2 separate regions of the Lactuca sativa genome follow, and region 1 is linked to region 2. A link is a contact called in public Hi-C data. All regions are on one chromosome and are shown on one strand. The core of a region is the stretch at or near the end of the contact, and the rest is flanking DNA. Distances in the headings are between cores, read along the strand shown.

Region 1 (4,147 bases), core at 432-2,931, 260 kb after region 2:
GGCCAGCATTTACCGAGTCAGAGATTTACCGAGATACCCGAGGTGAGTCTTCTCACTATACTTTACCTAGTGTGGTAATAGAGTTAAGAGACAGAGTATTATAGAGTTATATGCCAGTGTGATCGCAAAGAGGAATTGAGATAAATTCTATTGTATGCCCCATATGCGAGAGAGAAGTTGAGACTACTACCCACTTGTTCTTCGAGTGTGATTTGGCTAAAGATTTAGTAAAACTTATTTGCAATTGGTGGAATGTTCAGACGCCTACTTTGTTTTCATTCCAAGATTGGTTTGACTGGTTTGACACTTTGCATTTATCTTCTATTTGTCAATATCTTTTGGAGGCGGTTTTCTTTACTCTTTGATGGTCGATTTGGTGTTTTAGAAACACTTTACTTTTTGTTAAAGTTAAACCTAGAAAATGTTTGTTGTTTGATAAGGTGATGTCTGATAGTTTCATTTGGACTAGTAATAGGTGTCGTAGAACAAATGTCAATTCCTGATTATAGGATCCAATTTTGTCTATTACTTCCATGTAAATTGACTTTTATTTGTAACGCATTGCTAGTTTTCCTTAATAAATTTGTCGTTCTAAAAAAAGAATGACTTTCTTAAGTACATGACCAAGTAATATCTCAAAAGAAATTGTGTCTTTGCTAGTAATAGTCGGTATGTACGTGTTGGATAATTTGAACATTCCGAAATTCTGGAATGGTTGATGAGACTTAAATTATGAGAAGTACTTTGTTTGATAGTATTGTTTTAGAGTCTTTTTCTTGGTTAAATTTCCGAGCTTCCAAACCCGATGTTTTTTTAATTGTTTGGCTTTTTAACCTTTTGTAATTGTTTATTTTCTAGCGATTTGCTAATTCTGTTAATGTTAATATATGAGACTTTCAGTTGTTCAAAACAAAAGTACAGTTGTAAAAAAAAATGGCAAAACATATGGACCAAGTTCACATTTTTCAAGTTATTTCACTAGAAACGAATATTTTAGGTTACTGAAAATCATCATTGAATTTAAAATTAAATAATTTTAGTTGAATACAACGAGACGAAAGCATTTGTAAAATATTTTAGCTAAGAGGGATTTGAGTGGGTCGTGTGTTATTTAACCTTTTAGTTAAAAGTCAGCATATTATATCAATATTAAACTATAATAAAGTGTATTAATTTAAAAAGAATAAATAAAACTTTATTTTTACAAATATTTCAGGACGAACGTTTTAATTTATTATCTTTTAACTAATATATTTTATAAATAGTTTGCCATTGTTGTACTAAATTAAAATGATGATATCGTGACTGAAAAAAATATACCTTTTGAACATTATTTAAATGAAACAAATCAGAATATATTTTTTTCTCACTTTCTCTTCTACCTTTCAAATATACATAAATCATGAAATTAGTTAATGCCATGTGTTATCAGAATAAAGAACTTAAATGGAAATAAATATGTTGTTATCATACTTTTCATAACAATTCTATTTCATAAAAAATAATTTATTTTTTTGTCCATTTGTTCCATTTTAATATTATGGAATTATGAAACGAACTAACCTAATTCCTACAAGTCCATAAAACTTGCATTAAGAATTGTAAATTACGCATTGGCTGTTGTACGTTGTGTCTGTATCCCAATTTACCCTTTCGAGCCCTTGAAATAAAAGGGTGTCTCACACACTCTCAATAACTTCCCTCTGTAATCAATTTCACTATGCTTGAAGCAACCCCCAAATCGGTCGTCTAATCGGATCATGCGCAATTGTTTCTTGTTTTTCGGGTCAAGTAAACCCCAAGTAAAGTCCGAAAACGATCGTCGGAAACCCTTGGTGATCATCAAGGATAACGATTATGATACAGCCGCCGCCGGCGACGAGGTACACAATCCGACGGCGGCGATGGCTTTAATTCTACAATCGTGGCTCAGTGGTCACAGGTTACGTTACCTGATTCTCCTTCTCTGTTCTCCTTTACTTATCCCTTTCATTTGCGCTATGTTTCCCTTCCTTTGCGCCGCTGAGGTGTTCGTCCGTCTCTGCCGCCGCCGTCGTCGGTCGAAACCGGCTCCTCCTCAAAATCCACTGCCGCCGTCGCTGCCGCCGCTACGGCGGCGTGAGAACGATGTAGAAGGCGGAATCCAGGTAAAATCGGATTTTAGTTTGTTAGATAGATATCTGAAAGATCAATTAGAACTTGCTATTGAGATTTTAAATGAATGTGGAGGTGATTTAACCTATGGTTATGATTATATCGATGATTTTGATAGTAATCGGAGTAATTTGTGTTAAATTGACTTAGAAATTTGTACAAGGATCTGTGTTGTTGTTGTTGTTGTGCATCTGTGACTGGATTGTAGATAACTGATTTCAATTATACTTATTTGATCAAATCAAGCTTTCAACCATTCTTCAATTCTGATTATAATTATTTTTAAATATTATATTTTGATGATTCGTCGACACATTCGAATTCGAGTATAACAGCTGTTGATTTTATGGATCTATTATGAACAGTTTGACTTTTTTAGAGATGCCACGCACAGGTGATTTTAGGCTAAACATGTGTAAGAAATAATCGGGACATAGGTCATGTAATGTTTTCAACATTTTTTAATTCATAAACGTTATAAGAAACATATTATGTCAATATTTTCTGACTTTTGAGATCAAATGAATATGTGTGATGGTGTTGCTACGTGTTTTATTCGTACAAAAATTCAAACAAGCATTCACCCATTCACATATGGATTAATATGAATGTCACGAGAGAAAAGAAGAGAAAGGAAAAGAAGAGAAAGGAAAAGAAAACAAAATTTTCTTTTGTGTTTCTGAATTGGAGAGAAGTGGAAAAAAATTAATCATTTTCTTCTTTCCTTCCAAATCCTCCCAAATCGGAAGGAAAGATAGGAGGGAAAATGATCATTCCATTTCTCTCCACTTCTTTCCTTTAATGAAACTCGGGAACACCAATTTGTTTCATTTTCTTCTCATTTCCACCCATTTCATTTCCTTTCTATCGTTAAGTTGAACTCGGGAACGGAAAAATCGTGTACTTGTAAACCGGCAAGTCTCGCAATCAGGAGTTAATGCATAAAAAAAATTAATGGTTTCACAATAAATTGTTGATTTTTTTACTTGATACTAAAAAAAAGGTCTTAATAAGGTAAGTTATGAAATAAGTGTTATTACATATGTGAGATGATTACTAGACAACAAATTTTTTTTTCCATATGTAACAATTTGTGTTTTAAAATGTTATAATGTATAATTTTATAAAACATAAATTTTTATGTATAGAAAACTTGTTGCGTACGAATTAGTGATCTATTAATATTAAAATATTAAATAATGATTTTATATATAGTATCTTAAGTTGCCAGTATTTTTCTTTACTGAAAAAAATATTTATATCGAAAATTATAAGTAATTGAATATATTTTAATGTTTATTCGTTAGGTTATTAACTATTATATGTATAAATATAATATAATATGAATATCATGTGCTTGTTATTTTTGTTTTTCTATTATATATGTAACTATTAATTGTTTGAATTTAATTTTATTATTTGAACTTATTTGAAAATTAAGTTAAATATAAGTTACTAATTATGTTATTCTTTTAAAAAATTTAAAGAATTAATATGAAAATATATTGTTTTAATTTGTAATGGTTTTTAAATAAACAACCATTTGTTATTTGTTAAAATTTAAAAATAGCTAAAGTAATCATCTACTTAAGTTGAGACATTGTATTTATTTTAAAAAAGAAACATTATATGTTAGGTCATCCGGTATACGGACCACGAACCCGGTCGTGGTCTACGTGGCCACGGACAACGGTCGTGCATACCACCCCGGCCGGTCATGGTTCGTCATTTTCATGTTGGATCGTTGTGCCTATGTCGAGACGCAGCGCCCAATCAGGGCTTCTTGACCGATTTCTTCTTTGTCAGCCTTCTTCTGTCCCTCTCTTCTTTCTCTCTCTTCGTTCTCATCGGAGAGTACTCCGGTTGTGGTGGAGTGGTTCGTGGTTGCTCCGGTGGGTGATCTGGAAGCTCTCCACGACCGTTGTTGTGGAGAGTATAAGGGATGGTCTTAGCAACATTGTATCTATACAAATGTTCGTTCTCTTTTATCAAG
Region 2 (3,860 bases), core at 937-3,436:
ATATATATATATATATATATATATATATATATATATATATATATATATATATATATATATATATTGTTGAGAGATCTAAAATGTCACACAAAAGATATTGATATAAAAATATAAACAGAATAAAACGTTTTTATTTAAGGATACTTCAAAACTCATGATTTTCTAAAGTGATGTAGGTTTTTATTTTTATTTTTTTAAGGCCTAACGGAGTACAGTCCCCAAATATAGCGGTGAGGTGATATTTCATTCTTCTTCTTATTATACAATACAACATCCCATTGCTAGTGGTGTGATAAAAAACTGAAACCGAATATCCAAACCGAACAAAATGTTGTTTGATGTATTTTGTTTTCGGATAATTTAATTTGGTTAACCGAATAAAGATAACTTATCCAATTTGGTTTTGGTTACGTAAAAAAGTAACAAATACTACCTCCGTCTCAAATTGATAGTCCATTTTTGACTTTTGAAGTCTTTTTTCTTAAACTTTGATCTTAAATATTTTTATGTTTTATAGATAATACTTGATGCAAAATATATGAATGAATTGTATTTTAAATGTTTTTTCATTGTTATAAGTTTTATCAAGTAATATATAATACAAATAAAAATATTTAAGGTCAAAATTGAAGAAAAAAAACTTCAAAAGTCAAAAGTGTACTATCAATTTGGGACGGATGGAATAATTAGCTAAATACTAATTAATATTCGATTAATTATTCATCTTTATATACGACTAAAATTATATTAACCTATATCTACAACTTTTATGGTGAGCATTACTCTTCAAGAAAACACATTTATTGTAAAAGTTTAGTATGTTTTTTTATTTTAGTTTAATATTTATTTTTACATGCAAAATTTTATTCGGTTTAACCGATAAACCGAACCAAATACATTGTAACCGATTAAACCGAACCTTATTTGGTTCGAGTATGGTTGGATTTAAGATATATAAACATGATAAAACCAATCCGACTTAACTGAAAAACTAAAAAACCGATTAAGCTGCTTTATATTTTGAGGGATTGTAAGGTGACCATTTCCTATGAGTGAGAGGTGAGGGAAATGACGTGTCCATGAGTTGAAAAGAAAAAGCGAGAAATAGCGACATAAGAAATATATAATAAATGAGATATTGATACAAAGACGACACAAAAACCCTTAAGTTTGACATAAATTAGTGATTTACCTTTTTGTGGATTTCAGATTACTTAAATATTATCTTTGCAACTTTTGTTTATGTATTTCTAATTCCCAAAAGCTCATTTGGAAAAAAATGTTCCGTTTTATCATTTTTTCTGGTTCATAAACATTTTTTCTGGTTCATAAACGTTTTAAATTTAATTTTTTGTTTTATTAAAAACCTAAATTTAAGAGAAATGTTTGATCTTACCCATTAAATCTATAAAAACAGTAAAATTAAAAATAAGTTGCGTGACGTTCACTTTTGTACAAAAAAAATAAATAAATAAAATGCTTTACAAAGATGTTTTCTGTACATTACTATATTAAATGGACTAAATTTGCTAAAATTCAAAACCTATGTGTCAAAACTTTTAAACTAAAAACATTTAAGGGGCTGCAAACGAAAATGATAAAAATATGGTGGCAAAAGTTTGAAGTTCATAACATTACTATTGTTGAGCAAATTTGTTTTAATATATATAATAATATTCTTTTAACATTACTATTGTTGTTACGCAAATTTCTTTTAATATATATACTAATATTTTTTTGTTGAGAAATCTAAAATGTCACAGAGAAGACATTGCAATTTTTGCTTTTGTTTTTTTTTTTATTTTACATTTTTATGTATTTCTAATTCCCTACAGCTTCTTTGGAAAAAATGCTTTTATCATTTTTTTCTGCTTCATTAACGCTTTAAGTTTGATATTTTTTGTTTATTAAAACCCTTAAATTTAACATAAATTTTTGGTTTTACCGGTTAAATCTGTAAAATCAATAAAATTAAAAAAAAAAAAAATTTGCTGACATTCAATTTAAAGAACCTAAAAATCTACAAAATAATTTTGTTTGAGAAAAAATCTACAAAATAAAACATAAAAATTAAAAAATCTAAATATTTCTAAAGTTAAGGGCTTTAAATAACATTTTTCATAATAAATTTCCCATAAGTCATTAAATAATACGTGATCAATTGACTGCTGCCGCAAGCCAAAAATATGACCGTTAGCATCCTATCTCCAACGTTCCAAAACGAAAACGCTATCTTTTAAAAATTCAGCCCCTTTCTCACCTCTTAGTTACCGTTATCATCGTAACCCCACACGACGTTCGTTTCATCTTCGCTCTTAAACCCCAAAACACCCCTAAATCATCCTTCCCACCAGATTCTTCTCACTCAAAACCCTAATCGATTCATTCATTCTCGATTTTGTTTTCAGTTTCCATTTTCCCAAAATTGAAAACGGAAGACGAATCCAATTTCAAGCGTGTATGATCACCAGTACAAAATCTGTGATTTTGTTTTCGTTTTTCCCGAATTCCCAAATTCTTGCGATCAATTTTGTTGATTATGGCAGCATTAGCACCAGGGATCTTGTTGAAGCTTCTGAACGGGATGAATTCCGGGGTAAAACCCACAAGTGAATATCGCAGTTCACTTCTACAGGTAACCGATATCGTTCCAGCCGATCTTGATGAGAAAGACCTATGGCCAAAACATGGTTTCTACATTAAAGTATCAGATTCTTCCCACTCGATTTATGTAAGTTTACCTTTCGATCAAGACGATCTTGTTCTCAGCAACAAAATGCAGCTTGGCCAGTTCATCTATGTCGAAAGTTTAGAACCCGGTTCACCTGTCCCCATAGCCAAAGGTGCTAAACCGCTTCCAGGACGCCACCCTTTTATTGGAACGCCTGAACCACTTATGGGTTTAAGAGAAAAAGGGGAAAAGAGTGAGCAAAAGGGGGTTAATTTCAATTCGAATACTAAATCTTGTGTTCCAAGAAGAGGTTCTTGGGGAACAGGACAAAAAGGTGAAGATGGGGTTTGTGCATCACCGATGGTTTTGAAACCATGTCCTCTTGATTTTGATCAATGTACACCTGTAAAACCGAGGTCTGCAATTAGGGTTAATTTTCCTATGTCGCCATCGATTAGAGGGAAAGGAGGTGAGAAAGATGGGAGCTTTAATGGAAATGTTAGAGCTTCTGTAGGTGGGCCATTGTTGTCGAAGATGATGGAAAGTCCTGCAATGAGAAAAAGCTGTGTGGTTAATGCTTCTATGATGAAGTATACGAGAAGCAAAAGTACAGTTTGTGATAGAGATGCAAAAATTATAAGAAGTCCTTTTAATAATACAGCTGTAGGTACATCTCTCTCTTTGATATATTAATTTAATTTAATAGACAAAAAAAAAAATTTATCAAGGTTTCAGTTCATAGACAAAATCTTTTTTCTAAAAAAATGTTTTTACCCTTGTAATATCATAGAGACCAAATTTGAAATTTATGGATATATTTTTTTTTGTCTATATGTAGTTTATCTTTAGTATTTTACATATTCGAAATGAAGGCAAAATGATCATTTTGCATATATTTAACTAGGAAGAAAGACAATTTCTAGGAAAAGATTCTTTTAGGAACTCATTTAAATCACTTCAAAAACTCTTTTATGAATCCGATGATGATAGAATATAACCAAAGAGACCAAATTTGCACTTTGCACAAATATTCTGTTCTGAATGAGCATGCCTTTATACAATTTATTTTTTATATTCAATTTATTTAAAATGAAGGGCAAAATGGTCATTTTATATGCCTTTATCAAGACATTTTATAAAAACAGACATGTTAATCACTTCATTTTATATGAAGTTCGAATATAAAATG

What was found. A called contact is a pair of places that touch in the nucleus more often than the background predicts.
Region 1: a Hi-C map of seed shows a contact between it and region 2, with 3 times the contacts expected there. The contact joins the promoter of LOC128127552 here to the promoter of LOC111905907 in region 2. A contact is called at or near these places in 2 of 4 Hi-C or Micro-C datasets (leaf and seed).

What each region holds. Positions count from the first base shown.
Region 1 is chr8:301,294,680-301,298,826 of Lsat_Salinas_v11, forward strand. It overlaps LOC128127552, which reads left to right and starts at 1,682. Exons shown (of 1, transcript XM_052766110.1): 1 at 1,682-2,395. The coding sequence starts at 1,761. The coding sequence ends at 2,294.
Region 2 is chr8:301,035,107-301,038,966 of Lsat_Salinas_v11, forward strand. It overlaps LOC111905907, which reads left to right and starts at 2,187. Exons shown (of 4, transcript XM_023901640.3): 1 at 2,187-3,334. The coding sequence starts at 2,540.